Regions from separate parts of the Mus musculus genome. Here region 2 is linked to region 1. Evidence: chromatin contacts called from public Hi-C data. All regions are on one chromosome and are shown on one strand. The core of a region is the stretch at or near the end of the contact, and the rest is flanking DNA. Distances in the headings are between cores, read along the strand shown.

Region 1 (2,734 bases), core at 175-2,674:
TCAAGCTCTGATTTTCTTTCTTGGGTAAATGTTTAACATATACAACAAACGATCAATTGATGCAAAAAGAAATGACTGCTACAACTCCTGACTTAGGAACATTGCAAACTAATATTTCTGGTCATACACTATCAAGGCTTCAAAACTGCCAACAGAGATAATAGTCTACAAACTATCAAATTAAGAAACCAGATAGAGGGAAAGAAACCTATTCCTATATAAAACAGGCTACTCAATTTTGAGATCAGCTTTACATAACTGCCTCTTCTCCATCCTAAAAGAAGGATGCAAGTCTAACTCACCGACCAATCCCAGAAGATTCCAGGACCTTACAGAGTAATTTTCAATGACCAATTCCTGTGCAGATTTCAAGTGCTTTGTAACTAACTACCTGCATAGACAACCACCAGTTCTCTCCAACAGCTGAGAATGGATGCATCCATCCATCCTTTCCTTTGGATTCTGAAAACGGCTTAACCCTTGAAAGGGGGTCGGTGAATGCAGCTCTGACCTGCGATTAGCTAGCGAAGGGAAGGACCAGACAGGAGAGTTGCTACTGAGCTCCATATACGGTCAAGGCAAAGCAGGTGAACTGGCTAAGAGCACTTGCAGGGTCTTTGGTCTTGCCGTTCACCCTGCGTGGTCCTCTTCTTAAGGGCAGCCTTTCAAACTCCTCGGGAGACTCTTTCCAGAGCCAGTCAGGAATACTGGGCCCCTGATTACTATGGACTCAACCACTAAGTATCTCTGCAGGCTAACCTGATAAGGATGCCAGCCAGGGTGCTGGGTGGGTTAGTGAGCAGCTCGTGGAGGGGGTGGGAGGGTGAGATGGGGGTTGAAGGAGAGCTCCAGAGGCAGATGTTTGGAGGAAAGAATGGGGTTGGACGGTCCCTGCGGGCCAGACGAGGGGAGGTAGTCTTTAGAAGGGTCGAAGAGGACGCCGGGAGGATGGAACCGTGTGATGCTCCCGCAGCAGATCTCTGAAGGTGGGAGCCTGGGACTACCTGCCCTCCAGGTGAGGGGCCCGCGCGTGTCTGCACCGCATCTCACCTGCCCAGCGCCCGCTTCATGCCCGCGTCGGATGCGCTGTGCGGCTCTGCCGTCCCCTTGCCCGCCAGACGCAGGTTCTGCTTCAAGCTGCAGTCGGCGTCCAGCGCCGCGGCGGCCGAGCCGGAGGAGGACGAGCCTGAGGCGGCGCAGCGCTCATGCTCCAAGGTGACGGGCTCGGTCCGCTTCCTCATCCCGCGGCCCTGTCGGCAGCAGCTCTCGGCGCCCTGGTTTCGCCCGCCCGCCTGCGCCGACCTCGCTGCAGTCGCCGCCGCTCACAGCCGTCACCACCCGGAGCCGGGAGCCCACTGCGGGTCACATCCCAGCCCCAGGCCGCGGCGCCCGCTATGGACCAGCGCCGGAGGCCGGTCGGCCACCGCGGCCAATCAGCGCACGAGTCCAGGAAGCCCCGCCCCAGACACGCCCCCGGCAGCTCCGCTTCACAAGCAGCGCGCCCAGCATCCCCAGCGCCAGCCACAGCCATCTTGGAGAAGGGCGGAATAAGCTGAAACTGCGGGTCATTTTCAGGGCAGGGCTAGTCTGAAGGGTCTTAGTGCGTTTACGAAACGGATTAGGGCCAGTTTGGATTCTCCTGCTGGGTTGCTTTAGGTGCAACTCAGGTGCCCTCTGCCTACGAACTGAGGCAGGCCCTATCTAAGATCTAAGTGGTCCGAATGGGGAGGGTGCTAGGGAGTCCTTGAGGGCACTAGCTCCGTTTGCTGGGCAAAATAGGCTCTCTCTACTCCCTCTTTAGGGCATTTGGCGCCCCTAAAAAGCTAGAGCCCCAGATGTTCTCTAGATTTGATATACTCAACAAAAAAGCTTTACAGAGAGAGAGAGACTCCAGTAGCTAATGTATTGTTTAAACAAGTTTATATTTACTTTTTTTTTTTTTTTTTTGTCTTTTCGAGTCAGGGTTTCTCTGTGTAGCCCTGGCTGTCCTGGAACTTACTTTGTAGACCAGGCTGGCCTCGAACTGAGAAATCCGCCTGCCTCTGCCTCCCATATATTCACTTTTTCTTTCGCTGAATGTAAGAAAATGAACTGCCTGCGTATGCTTTGAAGTCTTCTATTAAAGTTTGGATCTTCATAAGAACGATTAGGACTGGTAAGAAGGCAAGGAAATCCGTTTCAAAGAGGAATTTGCACTCTGACATCCAAATTTAATAATTCAATCCACCTGAAAAAAAATGAAAGGACACGTTGTAGCTTTTAATAGTTTTTGTTTTGTTTGATATAGCATGCATTTTACTAATGAGTTACTTTTGTAATTTCAACATGCATGTAATCAGTTTGAAAAATATTGGCAACTGATAAAGATTTAATAGGAACTTAGAAATGTAATGGATTATGTTGTTGCCTTTGTAATGATAGTTACAACTTGCAATTCAAGAATTTCTTTACCATTTTTGCTATATTATAACCTATGTTCATACTGTATGAATATCTACAGTCTTTAAAACATCAACAAAATAGTACTATAGATTTGAATATTCAAAAAGGAAATTAAATGCTTAAAGATAGTTTTGACCTATCAGTCATAAAATCTTTATAGAAAAACAAAAGAACAAATAGCCCTGGTAGGACATGCCTGAAGTTATTACAGAAGCTGACATCAGGAGGGTTGCAGATTGGAGGCCAACCCAGGCAATTTAGCGGCTTCTGTCTCAAAATAACACAAATAAAA
Region 2 (3,040 bases), core at 29-2,528, about 12 Mb after region 1:
AGAGGACAACTTGCAAGAATTGTTTTTGTTGTTGTTGTTGTTCCTTCTACCGTGTGGGTCTCTAGGATCAAAGTCGGGTCCTCCAGCTTGGCAGCAAGCACCTTTACCGGCTTCAGTCTTCTCACCACTCACAAATAAATTTTAACAAGTTTTTAGAAATTGACAATTTGATAAAACTGTTATGTGTTGACTTCATTCTGTGTTCCATGAATATTTTTAAAAGCTGTCTACATATATATATTTATATTTCTAACTTAAGGACGTTCTCTTCCCTCGAGAATACTATTAACACATCTCCCTGTGTGCTATCAACATTGCCGGTCTGCCCCAGAGGACAGAATCTTCTCTCATTATAGCTGAAAAGCCTGAGGCTGCCCAGATTCTGGGCAGAAAACAAATTCCTAAAGAGCAGGTACTAACTCAATGGCAGTCTTTTCTCTCAGCTTTTATCACACCGTGCTCTGCTTTCGGTTTCCTTACCTCTCTAGCCAAACCTTCGCCGTGCTTTGAATACTCCCAAGGCATGCTCCTTGATAGTCAATTAACTTTACTCCAGGGCAGTGGGGCTGTTTTGTTTAACTCTACAGCATTAGATGTCACCTCCATAAACTCCTAAGTGTGTATTTCTGCTTTATAAATAGTTTGCCTTCGGATCCAACCAGGTTAAGGACAGTATGGATAGGAAAGGGGATAGGGGGTCTTGGAGGACCATGGGGCCCAGCCATGCTCCCTTTGTGAACGGCCGCGGCGAGCGCGGGATTCAGAGCTGTCAGAGCTCCGAGCAGAGGGAGGGATGCCACCCAGACCAGCCACAGCACCTCCCCCGCTGGTCACTAAACCTCGGGGACAGATCCCGAGCCGCTGAGAAACTAAGGAACTGTCCGACTCCCAAGAGCGTGTACTCAACGAAACCAGTGCGAGCTACCCGCTGAAGGGAAAGAGCAACCTCTTTTTTTTTAGTAGACCAATCAGAGACCAAGATGGCCTAGACTGACAGCCCGGACAACCAATGAGAAATAAAACTCGTTCTCCGCGTGCCTGGGCACAAGAACAGTTTATTAGGCACGACTCAAAAGGTCCGGGCCTCGGCTGTTTACGCTGATGGCTGCACAGCGCCAGGGGACATGACAGTAGCGAAATCAACTCCCAGCAAGCACGGCACGCGCCGCGGGCCGCCCCAACACATCCGGAGCGGCCCGCGGCGCGGGAGAGGACGTGCTGCGCGACGACGTCACGCGCTGCGCCGCGCCGCGCCCCGCCCCCGGGCACTTATAGCGTAGGCCGGCGCGCGCGCGCGCACCATTGTGTGGCTGACTCGGCCGCCGCTGCGGTGTGAGGCGCGTGTTCGGGCCTTCGCCGTCCCCGCACCCGCACCGCAGCCCTGCCCCGCGGCCCGCCGCCCCTCCGCCAGCCTCCCGGAGGACACCCGTGGGTCACGGCCATGCCGCGCGTCTACATAGGACGCCTGAGCTACAACGTCCGCGAGAAGGACATCCAGCGCTTTTTCAGCGGCTACGGCCGCCTCCTCGAGATCGACCTCAAAAATGGGTGAGTCGGGTCTGGGAGGCCGCGCCCCGCGGCGGAGAGAGGTCCCCCAAGGACCCGAGGCGGCCAAGGCCGCGGCGCCGCGTGGCAGGGCCTCTAAAATGGCGGCGGCGGCGGCGCCCCGAGCGCGCGCGCGCGGGGGAGGGCGCGGGAGCGCGCGGCGCCGGCTAACGACACGCCCGCCCGCCGGTGCGCGGCTCGCGCTCCGCCCCTCCGCAGGTACGGTTTCGTGGAGTTCGAGGACTCCCGGGATGCCGACGATGCCGTGTACGAGCTCAACAGCAAGGAGCTGTGCGGCGAGCGCGTGATCGTAGAGCACGCCCGGGGCCCGCGCCGCGACCGCGATGGCTACAGCTACGGAAGCCGCAGTGAGTCCTTACCCCCGCGCGCTCCGCGTCCTGGGTACCTGGGGGGGGCGGGGGTTGGGGGCGCAGGGCGGGTGCAGTCACTTGGGTGGGCAGGGTGGGACCTCCCCAGCCCGGGCAGGCGCGGAGGCCGGGGCTTGTCGGCCCTGGGTGTTCCCGGGGCCCCTCTACCTCCACGCATGCCCGGGTAGCCGTGGGACACCGGAGCGCGGGGAATGGGGTCGGGTGGCCGGTTGACTTAAGTTTGGAAGGAGTGGCTTCAGTTGGCCCTCTTTGGCACTGACTTGGGTTCTGCCATTGAAAGCGAGGGCTGGCTGTATTTGTAGTATGCCCCCTTGCTTATCTGTCAGTGCTTGTTAGCATTGAGGAAGTTTCTAGGAAGGCTGGGGTGGAGGTGGGGCAGGGGGCGGGGAAAGGGGAGGAGCTTGAAGTCTAAGTCTTAGGAGCTGGGAGGCTTGATTGGGGGGGGGCAAAGAAAATGCCATTTTAAACTAAGTAATGTGGCATAGTACCACAAAGTAAATCTAAATAAGCTTTATGCTGTATTTGAAATAGTTGGGGCATGTTACTGGGAGGGGGTTGGGGGGATTTTGGTTATGTGAAATGTTTAATGTTGAAATTGTTGCATGTTGAATTCCAACTTTTTAACAAGTCCTTGATGTTTCAATTTGAAAGTGACCAATGGGGCTGAGGCTGTGTCCACTGAGGCTAAGATGACTGCCTTTCCTGATTGGCCTTGGCTTTTCCATACATTGTGTGACCCTTGCCCTATGACCCTTTGGCTGACCTTACCGGAAGCCATGACGACAGCAGCCTTTTGCCATTAGACGCAGGGTGATGGTGAGGATTCCAAGGGTTAGACAAAACTGGTTAATCTGAACTAGGTGACTGTTACCTTGCGTGTTTTGTGGCCAAACCACCACCAAAAACCTCACACTGTGATGTAAGTACTTAGTGTAACTAGTAAACATTTTTGTAAAATGTAGAAATGCATGTAATCAGTTAAGTTTTATATTTTACAATGTTCTGTAAAATAAAACTTAGCGAGGTAAATTGAATAAAGGAGCAGTCACTCTCTAACAGATTGTAGGAGAGGTTTAGTTGGATTTAGTCTATTTGACTTGCCCTTA

Evidence for each region. Hi-C and Micro-C count contacts between places; a contact is called where the count stands out from the background.
Region 2: a Hi-C map of B cells shows a contact between it and region 1, with 7 read pairs. The contact joins the promoter of Srsf6 here to the promoter of Abhd12 in region 1. A contact is called at or near these places in 1 of 39 promoter capture datasets (pre-B cells) and 1 of 484 Hi-C or Micro-C datasets (B cells).

What each region holds. Positions count from the first base shown.
Region 1 is chr2:150,903,307-150,906,040 of GRCm38.p6, forward strand. Abhd12 (abhydrolase domain containing 12) reads right to left here and starts at 1,425. Exons shown (of 13, transcript NM_024465.3): 1 at 1,051-1,425. The coding sequence starts at 1,241.
Region 2 is chr2:162,930,230-162,933,269 of GRCm38.p6, forward strand. It overlaps Srsf6 (serine and arginine-rich splicing factor 6), which reads left to right and starts at 1,279. Exons shown (of 6, transcript NM_026499.4): 1 at 1,279-1,548; 2 at 1,765-1,913. The coding sequence starts at 1,442.